Linked DNA regions of Macaca mulatta: regions 1 and 2 are each linked to region 3. Evidence: chromatin contacts called from public Hi-C data. All regions are on one chromosome and are shown on one strand. The core of a region is the stretch at or near the end of the contact, and the rest is flanking DNA. Distances in the headings are between cores, read along the strand shown.

The links. A called contact is a pair of places that touch in the nucleus more often than the background predicts.
Region 1: a contact with region 3 is called in a Hi-C map of fetal cortex germinal zone, with 1.7 times the contacts expected there. The contact joins the enhancer-like site here to the promoter of LOC106999105 in region 3.
Region 2: a Hi-C map of blood shows a contact between it and region 3, with 2.7 times the contacts expected there. The contact joins the enhancer-like site here to the promoter of LOC106999105 in region 3. A contact is called at or near these places in 2 of 14 Hi-C or Micro-C datasets (blood and liver).

What each region holds. Positions count from the first base shown.
Region 1 is chr7:7,787,687-7,790,386 of T2T-MMU8v2.0, reverse strand. No RefSeq gene overlaps it. Among named protein-coding and RNA genes, the nearest start is that of KLF13, 60 kb to the left of the region's middle. Within about 2 kb of position 1,421, at least 12 of the 40 cell types and tissues checked have an H3K27ac peak or open chromatin away from gene starts, as enhancers often do. A contact at or near this core is called in fetal cortex germinal zone, where this site is marked.
Region 2 is chr7:7,736,808-7,739,507 of T2T-MMU8v2.0, reverse strand. No RefSeq gene overlaps it. Among named protein-coding and RNA genes, the nearest start is that of KLF13, 110 kb to the left of the region's middle. Within about 2 kb of position 1,322, at least 9 of the 40 cell types and tissues checked have an H3K27ac peak or open chromatin away from gene starts, as enhancers often do. A contact at or near this core is called in blood, where this site is marked.
Region 3 is chr7:7,962,662-7,965,361 of T2T-MMU8v2.0, reverse strand. LOC106999105 reads left to right here and starts at 1,269. Exons shown (of 2, transcript XR_013395477.1): 1 at 1,269-2,700.

The DNA.
Region 1 (2,700 bases), core at 172-2,671, 180 kb after region 3:
AAGAAGGCATCTGCACAACATAAAAGTGCAAGGCGAAGCAGCAAGTGCTGCTATAGAAGCTGCGGCAAGTTATCCAGAAGATCTTCGCCAAGATCATTGCTGAAGGTGGCTTCACTACACAACAGATTTTCAGTGTAAATGAAACTGACTTCTATTTGAGGAAGATCCCATCTAGGACTTTCAAAGCTAGAGATAAGTCAATGGCTGGCTTTAAAGGACAAGCTGGTTTTCTTGTTAGAGGCTAAGGCAGTTGATGACTTTAAGTTAAAACCAGTGCTCATTTACCATTCGGAAAATCCTGGGACCATTAAAAATACGCTAACTCTACTCTGCCTACGCTCTAGAAGTGGAAGAACAAAGCCTGGAGGACAGCACACCTATTTACAGCATGGCTTACTGAATATTTTGAAGCCCACTTTGAGACTCCTTTCTGATGAAACTTGAATGAATGAGGAGTTGCTTCTTATGGATGAGGAAAAACAGTGGTTTCTTGAGATGGAATCTACTCCTTGTGAAGACGCTGTGAACATTGTTGAAATGACAACAAAGGATTTAGAATATTCCATAAACTTAGCTGATAAAGCAGTGTCAGGGTTTGAGAGGATGGACTCCAATTTCAGAGGAAGTTTTACCATGGGTCAAATGCTATCAGCATTGCACACTACGGAGAAGTCCATCACTAAAAGACTAGTCCATTGGTGTGGCAAACTTCATTGTTGTCTTATTTGAAGGAATTGCCACAGCCACCCCAACCCTCAGCAACCACAACCCTGATCAGTCTGCAACCATCAACATTGAATCAAGACCTTCCAGCACGAAAAAGACCAAAACTTGCTGAAGGCTTAGATGATTGTTAGCATTTGTTAGCAAAAAGTATTTTTAAATTAAGGTATGTACATTGCTTTTACAGACAGAATGCTATTGCACACTTAATAGGCTACAGTATAGTTTAAACATAACTTTTATATGCACTGGGAAACCAGAAAATGTGTTTGACTCTCTTTATTGTGATATTTGCTGATTGCAGTGGTCTGGAACCAAACCCACAATATCTTGAGGTCTGCCTGTACTAGAACTGGGCGGTGGGAAAAGTGGGGCTTGTTTTTCCTTTCTCTGTATTCACTTTAGGTGTGAAATGTTTGACAGTCTCACAATCTGTGACCTGGTTCACAGATGTGGTTCCTGCCTGTTATCAGGGCTTGGCCAGGTTCAGGCAGGCCTGCAGGCTGTCCCCACAATGGGCAGATTGAAGTGTGCACAGATGTCTGTGACAGGGCTGTGACTAGCCTGTGATCAGGCTGTGGCCAGGCTGCTGTCTGGAGCAGGCAGAGCTTTGTCCCATAATAGGGGTGCTGCCAGGGAGTCTGGCACCTGGAGCACAGCCACTGGCTTGGACACGAGCCATCCGACAGCGTGGAATAAAAATAGAACTGCTTCAGCTGGAGAGGAGACAGGCTGAGCTCCCTGCTGCGAGGCCTTTAAAACAAGAGCAGGTTTCATTGATCTGAGACTAGGTAAGCATGTTGCCTCGAGTCAGGAAGGAGTCGAAGTCATCTGCCCTGGTACCTGGAAGTGCCTGAACATGATGGGGCTGGGTGGTTATTACTCTTCTTATCAGCTGGCACTGTCCCTTTAGGAAAGCATTAGAAACTGTTTTTGTTTGTTTTCCTTTCATGTCTAGGTAAAGAATGCATACTCTGTATACAGTTGCTGACAGTTGTAAAACTGAGAAAGTGCCAGTGAAAATGATTTAAAAAATGAAACAGTAAGGCTGGGCATGGTGGCTCATACCTGTAATCCCAGCACTTTGGGAGGACAAGGCGGGCAGATCACCTGAGGTCAGGAGTTCGAGACCAGCCTGACTAGCATGGAGAAAACCTGTCTCTACTGAAAATACAAAATTAGCCGGGTATGGTGGTGCATGGCTGTAATCCCTCCCAGCTACTCAGGAGGCTGAGGCAGGAGAATCACTTGAACCCGGGAGGTGGAGGTTGTGGTGAGCCAAGATTTCAAGCTGGGCGACAAGAGCGAAACTCTGTCTCAAAAAAAAAAAAAAAAGAAAGAAAAAGAAAAAGGAACAGTAAAATATGTTTATTTTATGGAGTATTGAGTCATGATGTTCAAGGACTTTGGAAGTAATTTGACTGTTGGTTTTGTTTTTAAAATTCAGGAATTCTAATCATACATATGAACAAGGTTAAAAAATACCAAAAACAAAAAACAAAAAACGAATGATAGAATGTCTCTTTACCCATCCCCCCCACACACACCAGTTCTACCACCTCGGGACTAAACTTTATCGCTTCTGTTTTTAATTTGTTTTTGTCGTTATTCCCTTCAGCTTCAATAAAATACTTGTCCTCCTACTTTGTGATTTATGAGTATCTGACAAAATATACTGGCTTCCTAATATGAAAGATGAATACCGTTGACCCTTCAACAACACGAGTTTGAACTGCGTGGGTCCACTTCTATGTAAATTTTCTCCTGCCTCTGCCACCCCTGAGACAGCAAGACCATCTTCTCCTCTTCCTCCTCCTCCTCAGCCTACTCAGCATGAAGACAATGAGAATGAACACCTTTATAATGATCCACTTCCACTTAATGAATACTAAATATATTTTCTCTTTCTTATATTTTCTTAATAACATTTTCTTTTCTCTAGTTTACTGTATTGTAAGAATGCAGAATATAATATAT
Region 2 (2,700 bases), core at 73-2,572, 230 kb after region 3:
TGATTTACTCTCATCCAGCAGATGGAGGGAGACAGGGAGTTCAGAGAGGCTCAGCTGAAGTCAGCAGCTGGGCTGGCATCCTAGTCTCCCCACCCGGTGCCTGCAGGGGGACCAGTCTCTTCTCAGAACAGCCCTTAGTGTTATTTATCAAGACTAGATATTTTTTTCTCATGTAATTCAGTTACAACTTTTGTTTTTGTCCTGACGTGTGTGTCTTTTAAAGCACATTCCTCGCATCTGACTTCTGTTTTTCTGACTTCATCTGTTTACTACTCATCACATGGCTCTTCATTTCTTCTTGCTTAGTAATAAAAACAGGCCGTGGCCACATCCCGTAAGTTTTGCTGGGCAATTTTCTCATCATTCCCGTCTTATGTAAATGCAGTTTTGTTTTTCTCGGTGAGCTGATGTTTCTTTAGGACAGTGATTTTATTTTTAAGTTTCAAGGGGTTAGATTTTAAAAATTGGGGTGTGATTTACATACAGGGCATTTAAAAAATTAAACTTTTAGTTGTTGACTTGAAGATTTATTGCATTGAGGTTTTTAACCTCATTACATGTTCTGCTTTTTGGTATTTATTGAGGTTTCTCTGTGGCCCAATATTTCATCAATGTTTATAAATATTGCTTGAATTCTGGAAAGGAAAGTTTTCTGGTTTTGGTGGTTTTTTTGTTTGTTTGTTTGTTTTTTCTTTTGTTTTGTTTTGTTTTGAGACAGAGTCTCGCTCTTTTGCCCAGGCTGGAGTGCAGTGGTATAATCTTGACTCACTGCAACCTCTGCCTCCCAGATTGAAGCAATTCTCGTGCCTTAGCCTCCCCAGTAGCTGGGATTACAGGCATCTGCCACCATGCCTGGCTGATTTTTGTATTTTTAGTAGAGACGGGGTTTCACCATGTTGGCAAGGCTGCTCTTGACCACCTGACCTCAAGTGATCTTCCCCCACTTGGCCTCCCAAAGTGCTGGGATTATGGGCCTGAGCCACCATGCCTGGCCAGTTCTCTGTTTTTATATAAAATTTAACATAGACATGACTCACATGTCATAGCCTATAACCACAGTCATATGCACACTCATGTTACACCAAGATTATGAAGGCCTGCTGAGCCTTCCACCCTCCATCCCATTGCCAAGAGCACAGTCCTCCACCGAGCATGGCCTATGTCCCTACAGCAGTGGAAAGATCAAAGAGTACAAACCCAGCTTGAAGCCACACTTTCTCACCTAGACTAAGTAAGGCTTCCTTTGTTCCCTAATCTGGCCTCTAAGACTTCCCCTTCAACAGCTAGATGACCTCAGACTATGACCTCATGGTCTAAAAATTTACCAGATTGCTCAAGAAAATCTTGGTTTTGGGCCCTCAAACCGATCTCAATCCCAGGAGCTCAAACCGAACCCAGAGGCCCCAAGAGAGAACCTTTGCCGTGGTGTTTCTTTAACCTCACCCACCCACCAGCCTGCATCTGGGCCTCAAGAAACACTGCTCCTCTTAAAAAAAGAAAGAGCTCACGTGACAACTGATGACTCTGAACAAACGTGTGTGTGTGTGTGTGTGTGTAGGTGTGTGTCAGAGGGGGTTGGGGGGTGGGGGTTGACTTCGTTAGCAGTGTCTACTCAATCAGTAATATTGATTACATTATTTAAGCCTTCATATGCCTGTGGATTTTTGATATACTGCCTCCATCAAAAAGTGTGAGTGAGGCCGGGCGCAGTGGCTCACGCCTGTAATCCCAACACTTTGGGAGGCTGAGGCAGGTGGATCACGAGGTCAGGAGATCAAGACCATCCTGGCTAAAACAGTGAAGCGCCATCTCTACAAAATGCAAAAAATTAGCTGGGCGTGGTGGCGGGCACCTGTAGTCCCAGCTACTCGGGAGGCTGAGGCAGGAGAATGGCCTGAACCTGGGAGGCGGAGCTTGCAGTGAGCCAAGATCGTGCCACTGCACTCCAGCCTGGGCGACAGAGTGACACTCTGTCTCAAAAAAAAAAAAAAAAAAAGTGTGAGCGATACAGTAAAACGACCCCATGCAATTGCATTTTTGTCAATTTCTACTTGTATTTTTAAAGTTTTCATTTAATACATTTTAGTGGAATAATATTTCCCATGTAAGAAGGATTGTGGAAGTTGTCATTTCATGATTTAGAAAAATAAAATGACCTCCTTTGCCTTATTTTCATAGTTATTGTTTTAGATTCTATTTTCTGTGAATTTTTTCTTTAAAAATGTGACATCTGTTCTTTTCACTTACTTGTTTGCAATTGACCTAGCATATTTTCGTTCATTCCTTTGCTGTCATTAGCAAATCCATAGTGAGCATCTCCTATATGTATGCCACGCGGTGTCTCAGAACTGAGCTTTGCAGAGTGTCACAGAGACACGGCTCCTACCTTCGTGAATCACATTCCACGCCTCACTCTATTTTAATTGTGTCTCTTATAACCAGCATATAGTTGGATATTGTTTTTTGAGTTTAGTTAACTGATTGTCTTCTTATAGAGGTATTTGAACTACCCACATTTGTCACTGTAACTAATACTTTTGGTATTATTTTTGTTATGCTGTTTCATGTTTTCTGCTTTTGTTTTGTTTGTTTGTTTGTTTGTTTTTGAGACAGGGTTTCACTCTGTCACCCAGGCTGGAGTGCAGTGGCACAATCTCGGTTCACTGCAACCTCCACCTCCCAGGCTCAAGTGATCCTTCC
Region 3 (2,700 bases), core at 20-2,519:
CACAGCTTTCATTATTCATCAAATGAAAAAATTAAGCACTGTAATTATCTGTCTATGGCCCCAGGATAGGCTGTGCTTCATTTAATCAGACGTTGCTACGTGAAGCCGCAGACTACGTCTGGCCACGAACAGACATAAAAGAAGGGCTAGTTGATGAAAAAAAAGAACAAAACCAACTTTCAGGTCTTAATATCCAATGTTGCTTTCCCTGAGAACTTCTGAGCCTTAAAACTCAGCTGGAGTTTACAAGGAGGAAGGGAGATTCTAGAAGGTGATAACTGGGCCCGTGACACAAAAGCCAAATACAACAAAGCTAATGAAATCTTTCTCATAACCAAATTGGCAGGGCCCCTGCCTTGCTTTTCTTGAGAGGATCCATAGGGCTCTGTGTTTATGTTTGAGGATTTGTCTGAAATCCTAGAGGCTTAGAGCTAGCGGGCAGGGCTTGGTGAGGCCCATGTCTCGTCAACGGCAGGAACTGGCACTCCTTGCATTTAGCTCAAATGCAGTCCTAGGCTGGGCGCCGTGGCTCACCCTGTAATCCCAGCACTCTGGGAGGCCAAAGCGGGCAGATCACCCGAGGTTGGGAGTTTGAGACCAGCCTGACCAACATGGAGAAACTCTGTCTCTACTAAAAATACAAAATTAGCCGGGCGTGGTGGCCATGCCTGTAATCCCAGCTACTCGGAAGGCTGAGGCAGGAGAATCGCTTGAACCTGGGAGGTGGAGGTTGCCGTGAGCCGAGATTGTGCCATTGCACTGCAGCCTGGGCAACAAGAGAGAAACTCTGTCTCAAAAAAAAAAAAATCCAGTCCTGCAGGAAAGTGTAACATGTGGAGGTATCTGAGGGGGACCCCCAGCAGTTCTCCCTTTTTTTTGGAGGCACCTCTATGAACCCTGCCCAATTCCCTGAGGTTACTGAGTTTCTGAGGGTCACACTCAAAACAGATTTTTCTGGGCCGGGCGTGGTGGCTCACGCCTGTAATCCCAGCACTTTGGGAGGCTGAGGTGGGTGAACCACGAGGTCAGGAGATTGAGACCATCCTGGTTAACATGGTGAAACCCCGTCTCTACTAAAAATACAAAAAATTAGCCGGGCATGGTGGCGGGCGCCTGTAGTCCCAGCTACTCCGGAGGCTGAGGCAGGAGAATGGCATGAACTTGGAAGGCAGAGCTTGCAGCGAGCCTAGATCGAGCCACTGCACTCCAGCCTGGGTGACAAAGCGAGACTCAGTCTCAAAAAAAAAAAAAAGAGTCACACAGATTTTTCTGATTTAATTGTCATTTATTTAATACACAGAAGCTTTCAAAACAAGGGCTCCTGGATGAGGGTGGAAAGAAGGTTGGGGTCCTAGGCCAATGAGTTTAAGGTTCCTTTCACACTGGAGCACCCAGGCTTGCTTGACCTGGATGCCCACTGGCTGAGCGCCTGCCTGGAGTGGCCCAGTGGGGATCTCCTCCTCCCTCCCAAGCCAGGGAGAGGGATGAAGCCAGGAAAGATGGCCACCTCCCCCAGAAGAGTAGTTTCTGGCTTTTGGTGCAAGAGCCCCTTCTCTCCCAGGTGCTGGAAAACGTCGTATTTTACTGATTTCCCCCTTCTCCCCATTCCCTCCTTCCCCTATCTGTTGGAGGCTTGCAGCTGTCCTTTTGCAGTAGACACATGGTGGTCTCAGGAGCTAACATCAGCCCTTCTACAAGCCAGGGGAACACCAAACACTTGCCTGTCAATCGAGCTCCACTCAGCGGGGTTCAGACAAGCTCAGGGACCACCCCTGGCTCAGCAGTGCCGACTGTAGCCTTGTAGCAGTTACTGCTGCACACACGTGAGGACACACAGGAAGGGTACGCATTTGATACAGGCTTCCCATGGAAATACCTTCTCAAACCTGGAGCGGGGTGAGAATGTGGCAGCCCTCGGCCCCTCCTGGGTCAGAAGCTGGCTCAGCCCAGCGTTCACAGAGGCCAGCCTCCCAGAGCCCGAGAAGAGGCCTGCGCCAGGCGTGGTCACTGTAGGCTGCAGATTGTGCAACAGGAGCCAAGGGATGGGGAGGCATTCTGGTCAGAGACTTGGAAAGCTTCTGGAACAGGGTGAAACATTCATCAGGTGACCCAGGGGATAGGCTCTCCAGGAAGGAAGCCCAGTTCCAGTTCCAGCAGTAGCCAGAGTTCTCGGCATGTTAGGACGGTGGGATTCTAGCCTGGGGCGGTGGGGCGGTGGGGGGGTGGGGGTGGGCGGGAACAGGACAAGGCCTGCGGCAGTGCAGGAACCCAGCTGGGGCACCCTGACCCTCCGGCCATGCCCTTCTGCGCCTGTGCAGGGGACAGCAGAGGGGAGCTCGGGGACTGACATCCCAAAGCCCTGGTCCCCTCCTTGCTCTCGCAGCCAGTCCTTGCTGTAGGACAGTGACCCATGTCTGCAGCCCGACCCAGCCCACCCACAGAGCCCGGCGTCCCAGAGCTGCTGGGGGCACGGTGGTCGGGAAGTGAGTGGTTGAGCAGTCCTTCGCAGGGCTGCTGCCAGGTATCAGCCTCGGAGGTTTCCCTGAAACACAGCCAACGCCCGCAAAGACCTGGGCAGACCGCATGGGCCAGGGGGTCAGGGGACCGGGTCCCTCAGAGGTGTCAGAAAAACGCTCCCAGGAGGACGCCAGGCTGCTGAGGCCCGTGGCTGACACCAGGGGGCAGGGCGGGGCGGCGGGG